Linked DNA regions of Nothobranchius furzeri: region 1 is linked to region 2. A link is a contact called in public Hi-C data. All regions are on one chromosome and are shown on one strand. Each heading gives the region's core, a stretch centred on a gene start, on an enhancer-like site or on the middle of the called end of the contact. The rest is flanking DNA. Distances are from core to core; before and after follow the strand shown.

Region 1 (5,900 bases), core at 448-2,947, 190 kb after region 2:
CTCCGCTGTCCGCCGGGAGAGGAGCCGGTCGCGGCGGATCTCTGCGCTCGCAGCAGCAGCGACCCCTCCCCGGCTGGAAGTAGCAACGCCCAGGCGTGACGTCGGCGTTTCGTTGTCGTTGAAAAGCTGTCGCGCTTCTTCATAGTGCCATTGAAGTGAGTCATCTCTAGGAAGTGGGGTGAAAAGGGAAAGAAAAAAAGTTCGAAGTGTTCCGTGAGCAGCAGAGGTCTCGGAGTTCGAGAAGACGGGAAAGCGGCGGAAAATATTCAAACGATTCAAAACAGACTCGAGTTTTTAAAGCCAGCGATCACCTGCGTGAGTCACTCTGACTTCTGGATCCGAAGGTGCGCTGCTGACCCTAACTTCAAGTTTGCGCACCAGAGACGATCTTTACTAGTGCCGTCTGGGATCAGAACCATAAAAGCACAACGTCTTTACGCACAGGGCTGCTACAAAACACAACTCGTAACGTACATCATCATGTTTTAGGGCAGAATTGCACTTTTCCACCAATCTTTCTTATTTCTTCTTGGATATTTTAATTAAAAACGTCTGAAATCAAAGGAATTTTCTCGTTGGTGCCTTTTCGTTGCGAGGAATTTCACGATTTAAAACAGAAAAGGCTCCAGAGCTCAAGCGGTCTACGGAAACCTTCCTCCGTCCCGGATCATGTACCAGGACTACTCCGGAAACTACGACACCTCCTCCCGCGGCAGCAGCACCTCTCCGGCCCAGCCAGAGTCCTTCACAAGCGGCAGCAGCACGATCGGAAGTCCGATCTCTACCTCAAACTACCAGGTAACGCAAACATGGCTGCTCTAGGTGCGCAGCCTCTTGGGAAATGTGTTTAAATTGTGTTTCAGTGGCTCGCCACTTCCCAACATAGGGAGTTCATTTATGCTCGGATTTCACGTTGAGTTTCTGTCACACAGCTTGTTTGTGTGGCTGATGTGGAAAATGTCGCCGATGCGCGTGGAAGTGACGAAAAATGTGGATTTTACGCACCCAAATGAACCATTTATCCACAAGAATCAAACGGGTTGTTGGTCAAATGCATCCGTTTGTGTGTTTTGTTCGCAAATCTGTGCAGAAAAAAACGCAACATGAAATTCTGTGCATCTGATATCCAGATGTGAGAATGTTTCTGTCGCTCTGGTGCGTTTGCGGCACATTCGTGCTCTTTTTTCGATTGCGACCATTTTAGTCTTGCGTGCAAGGATAAACATCCTGAAGATAATTCACCTCCACACCTCACGGGCTGTACCAAGCAGGAGACGCAGCTCAGCCTGGAAGCAACAGGCGGGATCAGCCCAGACCAGCAGTGGGCTCAAACGAAAGCTGGCGGATATGTTTACGTTATTGATGCTGAAACATCCGGTCACGGGCTGGATGGATGGTCTGATTCGACCAGACAGCTCTCGGGCCGTGCATGGCACATTTCCTCCAGCGGGAAGCGCGCGCTTAGACCCACAACAGCGCCATCAAAAGCCCACACTTCCTTACTGAGGAAATGCCAGCTTGGTGAACCAAACCCTCCACTTCACAGGGAGTGTTGGAACGTGACGAGTGTTTATTCCCAAAAGTAGGATCTGAATCCGGGAACATGCCGTTTCCCCACGCCCCAGTCTTGGTACATTCTCTGGAAACGCGTCAGGCGCGCGCTGCATTACTGTAAACGACTTTTGGCCCGAACCTTCGGTTCTGTGTAATCATTCACTCAGAGCTCATGACTGCGCGCCGGAACAGGACACCCCCCATCCCGAAACAACACTTTATTACACCTGCAGGAATGCTATCACGCTCAAAGTGTTTAGGAATATTCACAACTCCCAGATCCTTCTCCAGAACGCGTTTGGGTAATTCTTCTGCTCCTCATATCCATTAACTGTCCCAGCTCGCGGCCGCCTCCTCATGATTGGAACCGAGAGAGATTCACGTGCTGAACGAATCCTGAACACAATGAGTCACCAGATAAACAAAGTTCCAGCAGACCGCCGGGATATCCGACGGAAAGTCGGGAATTACGCGCAAGGACGTGCGTACATTTGGAACGTGCGTGTGTTTGATTGTGCTCAAAACACAAAGTTTATTCATTTAATTTAGCCTCAGATCAACTATAAACCACAGTTTAACCTGACTGTAGGGAAAGTTTCACATATGTTCTTTAGAAAAGTCAAAAGTGAGCAGAAGGGTACAGATTTGGGTTGAAAGGAGAGGTTCTCCAGTCCAGGCCACTGGTTCCGGGCCTGTTGTAGTGAAATGAGATGAAGTGGACACCTTGGGCTTTCCCACATGATTCACAGCATGTGTCATTGTCCCTCTCCAGGGGTTCCAGTCCATGACGATTGAATCATTACTATAAAATGTGGGAAATGTGTGAATGTGGTAATGGTGGGTGGCGGTGGAGGTGACACTGAGTTTGAGCTGTGAGCTACACAGACACTAAGATGCTTATGGGATTAAATAGCGTCCTTTAGCTGCTCACCAGTTCCCCAGTTTTGGATCATTCCCCCCTCCACTGTGCATCCACGCCCCCTTTTTCCTGTTTCTCATCAGCTGCTTGTGTCTGTTCTTGCAGAAGTACAGGGTTGACATGCCCGGCTCCAACAGTGCCTTCATCCCAACGATAAATGCAATCACAACCAGCCAAGACCTGCAGTGGATGGTGCAGCCGACCGTCATCACCTCCATGTCCAACCCCTACTCCCGCTCGCATCCGTACAGCCATCACCTGACCAACGGGCCGGGGCTGCTGGCCCACAACGCCCTGGCTCGGCCCGGGGTCATCCGCTCCATCGGCGACGCCAGAGGTCGCCGCAAAAGGGACGAGCAGGTGAGAGACGCCCGAAAGTTTTCACACGGATGTCAGACGTCTTATTTAAAATAACGCCTCTGTTGTTCTGCGCAGCTCTCCCCAGAGGAAGAGGAGAAGAGACGAGTGAGGCGTGAGAGGAACAAGTTGGCCGCAGCCAAATGCCGCAACCGCCGGCGAGAGCTGACAGAAATGCTGCAAGGGGTGAGTTTAGAACCTGGAACCAGAACCTTTCTGTCTTCTACACCACGTTCAGTCATTTCCTAACAGAACGAGCTGAATTTAAGCAACACGAGGCTCAAAAGGCAGATTTGTGCTGAAAGTCTGAGCTCCACTCTTGCTTTTACAACCCGGTTTGACTCTTAAGTGCGAGGTCTGAGCGAGGAGCTGACAGGTGCTGAAAAGCTTTTTGTCTCGGCCAGCTGCAGACAGAGGTCGGGCTGTCTCACGGCTCACAGACAGCAAAGGCATCTAAATGGGCTAATTAGTGGAATTACTGTGAGGTTTGAGCTTGTCTGGTCATAAAGAACAAAAAAACTGGAACGGAATGTGCTGTAGGCAGCCGTCTGCATGAAAACAGGGTGTTTCGTGAAGGAGGACGCCGCTGGTGGAGACGCTCTGCGTCTAAGATCTCCACTTCCATCCTTCCTAACATCAAAATCCGGAAGAGGAGCAGAAATTTCAGGAGAAACTCGGCTTCAGTGTTTACTTTTCCCTGGACTGATCCCAGTCGACGCTTACGTCACACCTCTTTGCTCCTGTTGAACAACTTCCTCGTACCTTTGCCCTTGAGTCAAAGTTCTCAGACAGCACGTCGGCTTTATCTCACTTGATTGGACGACGCGCTGCAGAAGTGCATCTAATTCCTCCTCCAACACACAAACAGTCATCCGGCAAACTCGGGCTGCAGGGTGACATGCTGGGCGGGGTGAGACGCCAGCAAACCCTGCCCTCTGTGGGATCTCTGGGGAGTCGCAGACAGTCTGCTGCTCGTTTCATCAGATTTAAAAACAAAAAGTTCAAATAAAAACTGGCGGCAGCAGATTATTCATCTCATTTTTTATAAAAGTGTTGAAATCTGGAGCTAGAACGCCTCTGAAACACGCAGAATGAGTCACAGAGGAGAAAACATCTTCGATGTTCTGGAGAGCCTTCAGAACACGTCTTAGTCCGTTTATCTAAACGAGCTTTAATGCAGGAAAGCTGATGAATAAAACTCAGAAAGATTTCTTTTAAAAATGCAGAAAAGTTTAATAATCAGCCTCGTGGACGAAGAAATCGGGTTAAAAACGAATAAATGTAAAATTTCTGTATAACAAAAATGAAGATTTTCTTATTAAAACATAGAAATCACTTGTTTTATGAGACGTTACGATCTGAGGCACCATTCTAGTCTTTAGATTTAAAAATCTCTTTAAAATTTCTGCATTGTTTACGTTCTGTTTGTTTTTAATTCATCTTTATTTTCTTTTTTTGTGCTTTTTATTCCAGATTTGGCTGATTTCTAGTTTTTTACAGACTGCTCTCTTCCCGAGCGCCCCTCGAGCTCACGTGTTGTTTTTACCCAACAGGAGACGGAGAAGCTGGAGGAGGAGAAGGCGGACCTGCAGAAGGAGATCGAGAGCCTCCAGAAGGAGAAAGACAAGCTGGAGTTCATGCTGGTGGCCCACAATCCCGTGTGCAAGCTGCCCATGGATGAGCGCCACCAGCCGCAGCAGTGCGCCCCCCTGCCGCTCACCATGCGCCCCAACATGAGCTCACGGGCTCATCTGAGCCAGGTGGTGGTGAAGCAGGAGCCCGAGGACATGGAGGAGGACAAGGTGGGCAAACCTCAGCGCTCCGTCATCAAGCCCATCTGCCTGGGGGGCGGCGGCATCAGCGGCGGGATGTACTGCCCGGACGGAGATAGCCTGAACACGCCGGTGGTGGTGGCGTCCACTCCAGCTGCCACGCCGAACGCCCCCAACCTCATTTTCACCTACCCCAACATGATGGAGCCCGAGAGCCCGTCGCCCTCCTCCGAGTCCTGCTCCAAGGCTCACCGGCGCAGCAGCAGCAGCGGCGACCAGTCGTCCGACTCCCTCAACTCGCCCACGCTGCTGGCGCTTTGAGCTTTTTGGGGCAAACGCCAACACTGTGGCCGAACCCTGCCCCCCACCCCCCCACCCACCCCAGTGTCTTAGAGCACATGTTAAAGTCCAGACAGTGTGAGCCGAGGGGACGGGGACCCACAAGGGCTATGCCGCGCTCCCGCTCCTCGAAAAGACATCAACCACTTCTACTCCAGAGTGTCGACCTGTCCACCGCCGCGTCTGCAGAAAGACGGCGCCGGTGCGACCGAAGCCAGAGAACCTCCTAATATATAAAGAATATATAATAATATATATTTTTGAAAGCATGGAAGCAAAGCCATGTGGCTCAACGACACTTGCACTCTGCCGAGACCAATCGGACGGTAAACGACGGAGCGAGGCCGGCGCCGTTCCGGGATTTCCGAGGAGAGACTTTGGATGAGGCGGGAGCGCGCTCCTGCTGCGACCTCCATCATCTCGTTGTATTTATGGCCCGTGCTGGTTGTCCTCTCCTTTTTAAACCTGCCTGTAGAAAAGCAGCGTGCTCGTCTGCCGGGCGCCGCCTCCGCGTCGCTCGCCGTCGAGCCGGTCGGCGACCAGCTCCTCAGTACTTTCTGTTTTTGCCGTAGTGGCTTGAATTTACGGTAGTCTTGTGTTCTTTTCCCAAGTGATTCGACGTTTTTGTTTTTTGTTTGGACAAAGTGTACGTGATTTACATGGATGTCAGGGATTCCCTCTCCTGTGTTCAGTGGAAACTCGTCGTGACGAGTGTTTGCAGGACTGCTGGCTGTTTCAGGTGGTACTTTTTTGATTGCATTGCCTCGCTGCGTCGTCTTTTTGCTCAGACATTTCATAAAGTTTGGACACATCCCTCCTCCTGCTTTGTTCCCTGAGCAAACTCTGTTATTTTTTTGTATTTCCCCCTGCCTCTCACAGGCAGATCAGGTTTCTAAGAGCCACAAACAGCTTTTCTACGCCGGTGTTTCGTCAGTCTTTGTCTAAAACGGAGGGATTTT
Region 2 (6,200 bases), core at 2,150-4,649:
AATCATATCCATTACTGAGTAAAAACAAATTGTAGGCTTAATAAATTAAAAATATTGTGTGTCGGAACAGAAAGAGACATCTGCATGAGCGCCGCGTCTAAACCGTGTGTGTGTGTGTGTGGGGGGGGGGGGGGGGGGATACACTTTAGATAATGAGGACAAGCAGCCATTTTTACCACTGTCTTGCCCAGAAACATCAGTTCAGTCCCTGTGATCCACTCGCTGTTTACCTCCTCTCTCCCTCCTCTCCTGTGGGTTGAAACCCGCACATTCGCGCTCCGGTGTTACATCATCAAAATTCTGCTCGGTTCGGTAGCCGGACTCGGTTCCGTGTTTGAAATGTGATTCCCCAACCGCTCCGCACAGCAGCGGCAAAATAACGTTTAGCCATGGACGTAATTTTCACTTTAGAAGTGGGGGGGGGGGGGGGGGGGGGCACGGGGGTCTTTACAGTATGCTCTAATGGGAGACAGGCTTCAACACAAACAATTGTTTTCCGCTTGGTCCTAGAGCTCAACCAGTGTCAATTTAATATAGCGTAAAATTGTTTTTGGATGGTAAAACGTGCAGGGGTCAAAACTTGACTTTGGAAAAAGTGGGGGGGGGGACATGTCCCCCCTGTCCCCCCCCAAAATTACGTCCATGCGTTTAGCGCTCATAACTAGCGGATTCTCAGCGTTTTGCGCACACGAGCGAATTGTAAACTGGCGTTGTGATTTTGCACTACTTAGATGTAGCCATCCTTACGCCGACAAAAATGTAACTAAGTAACTTTTACTTTGAGTACATTTTATGTACGATGTTTTTTACTTTTACTTGAGTAAAAATTTAGGCAAGTACTTTTACTTGTACTTGAGTAAAATATTGTCAAAGTATTGGTACTCGTACTTAAGTAGGACATTTCAGTATTCTTTCCACCTCTGACAGTTTCTTACGGTGGCTCAGGAGGCAGAGATTGTTGTCCAGCAGCCGGAGGGTTGTAGGGTCAGTTCTCCTGCCAGAGAATGCTGCTCATGTGTCCTTGGGCAAGACACTTCACCCACCCTGGCACCGGTGCTCGGCAGGCTCGCCTCTGCCAGTGCGCCCCAGGGCAGCGGTGGCTATCGTAGCTCATCATCACCAGCGTGTGAATAGGTGGATGACTGATTGTATTTTAAAGCACCTTGGGGGGTTGTAGAACCCTAAGAATGTGTAACGGTAATACAAATACAGGCCATTTACCGTTTACCAGACATGGATCATGACCCTAAAGGAGAAGAACTTGGGCCCATGAAACGAGCTTCCTCTTAGGGTGCTGAGGTGAGGAGGTCAGACTAGAGCTGCTGCTGCGTCTCCTCAAAAGGAGTCAGCTGAGGTGGTTCATGTTAAAAGGGATGCCTCCATGTCACCTATCTAGGGGTTTCACGGGCAACCCCAGTGGGAGGAGTCCTTCAAGTGAACTCAGAAGTCACTCCAGGGGCGTAGTAATCTCACACACCTTGGGATCCTAGAAGGAACTAGAGAGTGGGATGGACTCTCGGGGCTTCCCTACTGGACTTGTCGTCTCCATGATCTGACCCGACGGACGAACGGATACAAATGTCAAAAACAAATAAATCCGCAACAACATTAACTCTTTATTATATTGATCTTATTGTAAAAAAAAGTGTGACCAAAATATTTTAATTATTATTTAAAAACTTTGAGATCTTCTCTAGACCCCCCAGTAGGTGTTTGAAACCACTGATCTTATGGCCATTTTGAATTAGCTGCCACATTTTTCCTCTTTTTCTTTGTATTTTCTGTTTGAATAAACATTTTGATATCCGCTGAAAGTAACACCAATGTGTTTTTTACCCAGAGGAGCCGCTGACTGTGCTTCTCAAAGTTGAACCAAAACTTAAAACGTCTGGAAACAAAAACAGAAAACATGAAGAAGAAAGTCTCACTTTTCCTTCTATGAGAGATTATCTGAAGGAAGTAAATGGCAATCACAAAGAATTGGTGGGAATATCATGTTTGCAGAAAACTATTCAGACTCTTTTTGGCTTTTGGAACAATTTCCTCTGAGGACAAAAAACAAGTTATTCTGTCGAGGTCACACAAAGGTCACAAAGAGGACAAACATGAACCTGGTGAAAATACCACCATTGTATTAGTCATGGTGAAACGCTTTAGAGCAGGTTAAAACTCTTGTTCCACCAACGTTTCAGTGTGGCCACAAGAAGGATATTGAGTTTCTGTTTTGTGAGGACTTGAGGGGATTTCCATGGTGACATTACTAGTTTCAGACCCACTGATCTTCTTTGAGAGACATTCTTTTAGCCAAGGTTTGGGACATTCCAGAGTCGACTTTGTCTGTTTCCTTACAGCCCAATAATGGAATCGGAGTCGCTTGCTCAAGGCTGCAGACAGGGCGACCGACAACGAGCATCACTTGGATTTTCCACGGTGGCTTTCATTGCTTTCTGTTTGTTTGACTGCAAGGAAATCCATTGGAGGATTTTTATCTTTCTAGCTTCTAGTTTGGCGGCCCGATTGTTAGACATGCTTGTAATTTGCTCTTCTGACAGCTGCTGTTAAATTTCAGAGAAAGAATAAATAAAATAAAGAACTAAAGATCAGTTCCTCTTTATAGAACAGAAAGCCATGTTTGCGCAAAAAAGAGATGCTTCTGATGCAAGAGTCTTTGAGCTTGGCATTTTTGTGATTGGCTGTGTAAAGAATTCTGTTGCCTTTTATTAAAATTTCCAGCAACTTTTTGTGTTTCAGCCACCATCTTTAAAAAAACTTAGTAATTGTTACGAAAACACAACAAAGATGAATAGAATTTTTTGTGAATTACTAGGGCAGGAAAAGCTAAATAATGTGAAAAAAAATCTTTTAAATGATCAAAATAAAATAAAATAAAATAAAATAAAAAAAGACCCGATGCTTCTCTAATTTTCTCATATTTTGTTTTTACACATGTCACATGTTTAAAATTGGATTTAAATCAGCTTGAAGAAAATTGAAAATACAAAGAAATCAAAAGTGATGAAAAAAATTAAACATGAAGGTTAAAATAATATCTAATTAATCAGCGAAAAGATGATTATTCTTTAATCCCTTTTGTCAGATCTTTAAATTATTTTTCTGCTTTTGAATATAAATGTTTTTAGACCCTGTCCATCTATTGCATGCATGCTTTTTCTGCCTGCCACCTCCTATTTTCACTTCCACTTGGCAACTTCGGCCATTTGATTAATTTGCACATCATTCTGATGATCTGGTCAGAAAATAAGAGAAAATCCATTAAATTTATAAACTGTGCACTTTTAAATATATATTGAAAGCCTGGAGTACTGAACAAGACTAAATCATAAAAAAATAATGTTCGCGCCATATTTAATACAAACGTTTCTGGTACGCTGCGCCTTTAAGAAAAACCGGAAGTACTTTTATTTGACCTGGAAAAACAAATTTTCAATGTGACCCGTTCGTTTTGCGTTTTATAGCTTTATTCGAAAACAAGTAGAAACCTACAAAATGTTTCTTACAACCGTAAATTGTGAGTATCCAAGGCACTTAACGAATACTTTAGAGTATCCGCTAACATAGTCGGTTCTGTGTGTTTAATAAAACTAGTCGCGCTGCTTTAGCTGGATTGTAGCTTGTGGCTAGCTACTCTCGCTTCGCTCCTTTGCTTTCCAACATGCGTGGGAGGTTGATAGTCAATAAAACAATTGCAGCATTTGAGTCTGACTGCTTTGTAACGTGTTATCTTCTCTCTTTCAGTGGCAAAAGCCAAATCTAAGTAAGTGAAGCGTCTGAATAAATTTCAGTTGGATCGTTGTGAAATGGTCACTAACGTTCTTCCTCCCCCAGGACCATCCTGGTGCAGATGGTCAGTGCTGCTGGGACAGGATACTTTTTCAACACCAAGAGGAATCGACTGAAAGAAAAACTGGTGCTACGTAAACACGATCCGTTTGGTGAGATTAAAATAATAAGAGCTGAACACAACTCGTTTTTAAAATACAGTCAGAAGACTAGACTCAGGTGTTTCTGTGCCAATGCACCAACTCCTCACTAGCAATTATTTCACTCTATTAGCCCCTAACCGCATTTAAAAACGTATAACAGGCAAACATGCATTGAGGGAAATTAAGACAAGGTATCTTATATATCTTGAAACATAATTACTTTTTTACACGGCCCCCACTAAAAAAACTAAAACTATCAAGCTGTAGTATAGTGAAGTAATTTGCACACGAGCCTGAACTGTTTCTAATGAAGCTGTGTTAGCAACGAAGAGCAGTTTAGGATTTTGAGACCTGAGTTCTGACTTTCATGAATAAAAATAGTAAATTATAAATCAGAAAAACATTTCTTTTGTCGTGAAGTTTGACAGACTTACAAAATACCATAATTTATAATCAATTTTCGATTAAAATTGCCAAAAGCTTGTGCCGTTTTTAGAATTACGCATTCCAACAGGAACTGTATTTTGTCATGGAGACAATTCCAGTTGTTAAACTCGTTTTATTGTATTTCACTCAGCTGAAAATCATGATTATTTAATTCTGTCTGTGAAACATGATCTTAATCATCTCATAATTACAGTCATGAAGGTTAATGCAACAAACTCAGTGCTTCTACAGGGTGTCCGCGGGGTTTTAAAAAGTATTAAAAAGTGATAAATAAAAATAGTCAAATTTAAGGCCATTAAAAGTGTTAAATTTGGTCTCAGAGGTATTATTTTTTCCAAATTAGGTATTATTTTTTTCAGACTATCAGGTGTCATATTCTGAACATCGACATAGAAATATATTCCGAATGAAATGTTTTGAACGATTATAAAAATAAAACAAGCCGATTATTTGCTCCTCCCACTTGAGCTGCCCTGAGTTACAAATGAAGCGCTCCGTTGCCAACTTAGCGACTTTGACGCTATTTCTAGCAGCTTTTCAGACCCCCTTCTTGGCTTTTTAAATCTTAAAAGTACCTAGCGAACACCTCAGAAACATCTCTGGTAACCCTTAGCTACTTTCTGGATAACTGTCGACGACATTTCCTGCTGCAGGTTAGCTAAACACTCCGCCTGCGCTCCGGACCGTTCTTCAGGACATTAGGAAAGGGAATGATGTAGTGATGTGTCAGTCGCTAAAGAAAAAGCTCTCGGAGCCGGCTCCCTGTTGGGGTAACCAGAGTGAGTGACACACACACCGTACCTGCGGGCTCCTGAGCCACTAAAAACGGCTAAATGTGCGCGTGCGGCGTGCTAAACACACGTGCAGCTTGCCCACGATTGCTGTGAGACCGGGTTGGTGGGTGGGGGGTGCAGCTGTGGTTGGGACAATTATTACATTAACTGATGGACTTGTAAATAAATAGTTTATAAATCAGGTAGAAATAAGTTCCTCACGTTGATAACTAATCTCTCTGAGGACACGGTGCTAGTGCACTCTCCTACAGCACCTTGACACGACTCAATAAATGTTATGCAACATTTTGTGAACATCAATTTATTTGCATGTATTTGTTATAAATGCCACTGTATAATTCTTGCTGTCAGTATTTGCAAGATATTGGTATTTTGGTCTGTACTGGTTAGACTTAAATGAGTTAAACCAAGCTCTATAGCCCTTGGGTCATAAACTATGAGCTATAAGTATATTGGTCTTTCTATACTGGGAATCAGGAGTTGTTTTAGTCATCATCTTGTTTCTTGTTTATTTTTGCCCTGATTGTGCCCTGAGCAATTTTATGACTGAATAAAAATAAATAAAAAAATCTACATAAATTGAAAAATCGTCTTAAATAATCGAGATCTCAATTTCAGTCACAATAATCGTGATTATTGTTTTTGCCATAATCGAGCAGCCCTGCTTTAGCATATCCAGTCACATAATGATGACGTCATATTCAGTGGTCGTTGTGCATCATTTCAGGCCTCGTGGTCAACTGTCTGAACCGCTGAACAGAAGTGCCTGGCTTATTTTCTAAGTAAAATAAATATGTGCAATACGTTGTCAACATCAGTGAGTCTCTTAAGTCTATGTTTTTTGTATGTTATATATGTTAAAATACGTGTAAATAGGTCGCTGATTAACACTTGCAATTTAGTGTTGTGATGGTTTTTAAAAAATTCTGAAGGTAGTAAAAAAAAGTATTAAAAAGTAGTAAATTTTACTTAAGGATTGCTGTATATACCCTGTTCTAAAGTATTACTTCATGTC

Evidence for each region. A called contact is a pair of places that touch in the nucleus more often than the background predicts.
Region 1: a contact with region 2 is called in a Hi-C map of skeletal muscle, with 2.7 times the contacts expected there. The contact joins the enhancer-like site here to the promoter of mrpl33 in region 2. A contact is called at or near these places in 2 of 2 Hi-C or Micro-C datasets (skeletal muscle and tail fin).

Annotation. Positions count from the first base shown.
Region 1 is chr18:42,820,049-42,825,948 of NfurGRZ-RIMD1, forward strand. fosl2 (FOS like 2, AP-1 transcription factor subunit) reads left to right here. Exons shown (of 4, transcript XM_015975419.3): 1 at 1-798; 2 at 2,579-2,833; 3 at 2,909-3,016; 4 at 4,384-5,900. The coding sequence starts at 670. The coding sequence ends at 4,923. Among protein-coding and RNA genes, the nearest start is that of fosl2, 4.6 kb to the left of the region's middle. Within about 2 kb of position 1,698, at least 1 of the 3 cell types and tissues checked has an H3K27ac peak or open chromatin away from gene starts, as enhancers often do. A contact at or near this core is called in tail fin, where this site is marked.
Region 2 is chr18:42,631,492-42,637,691 of NfurGRZ-RIMD1, forward strand. It overlaps mrpl33 (mitochondrial ribosomal protein L33), which reads left to right and starts at 3,400. Exons shown (of 4, transcript XM_015975433.3): 1 at 3,400-3,529; 2 at 3,757-3,775; 3 at 3,847-3,953. The coding sequence starts at 3,508.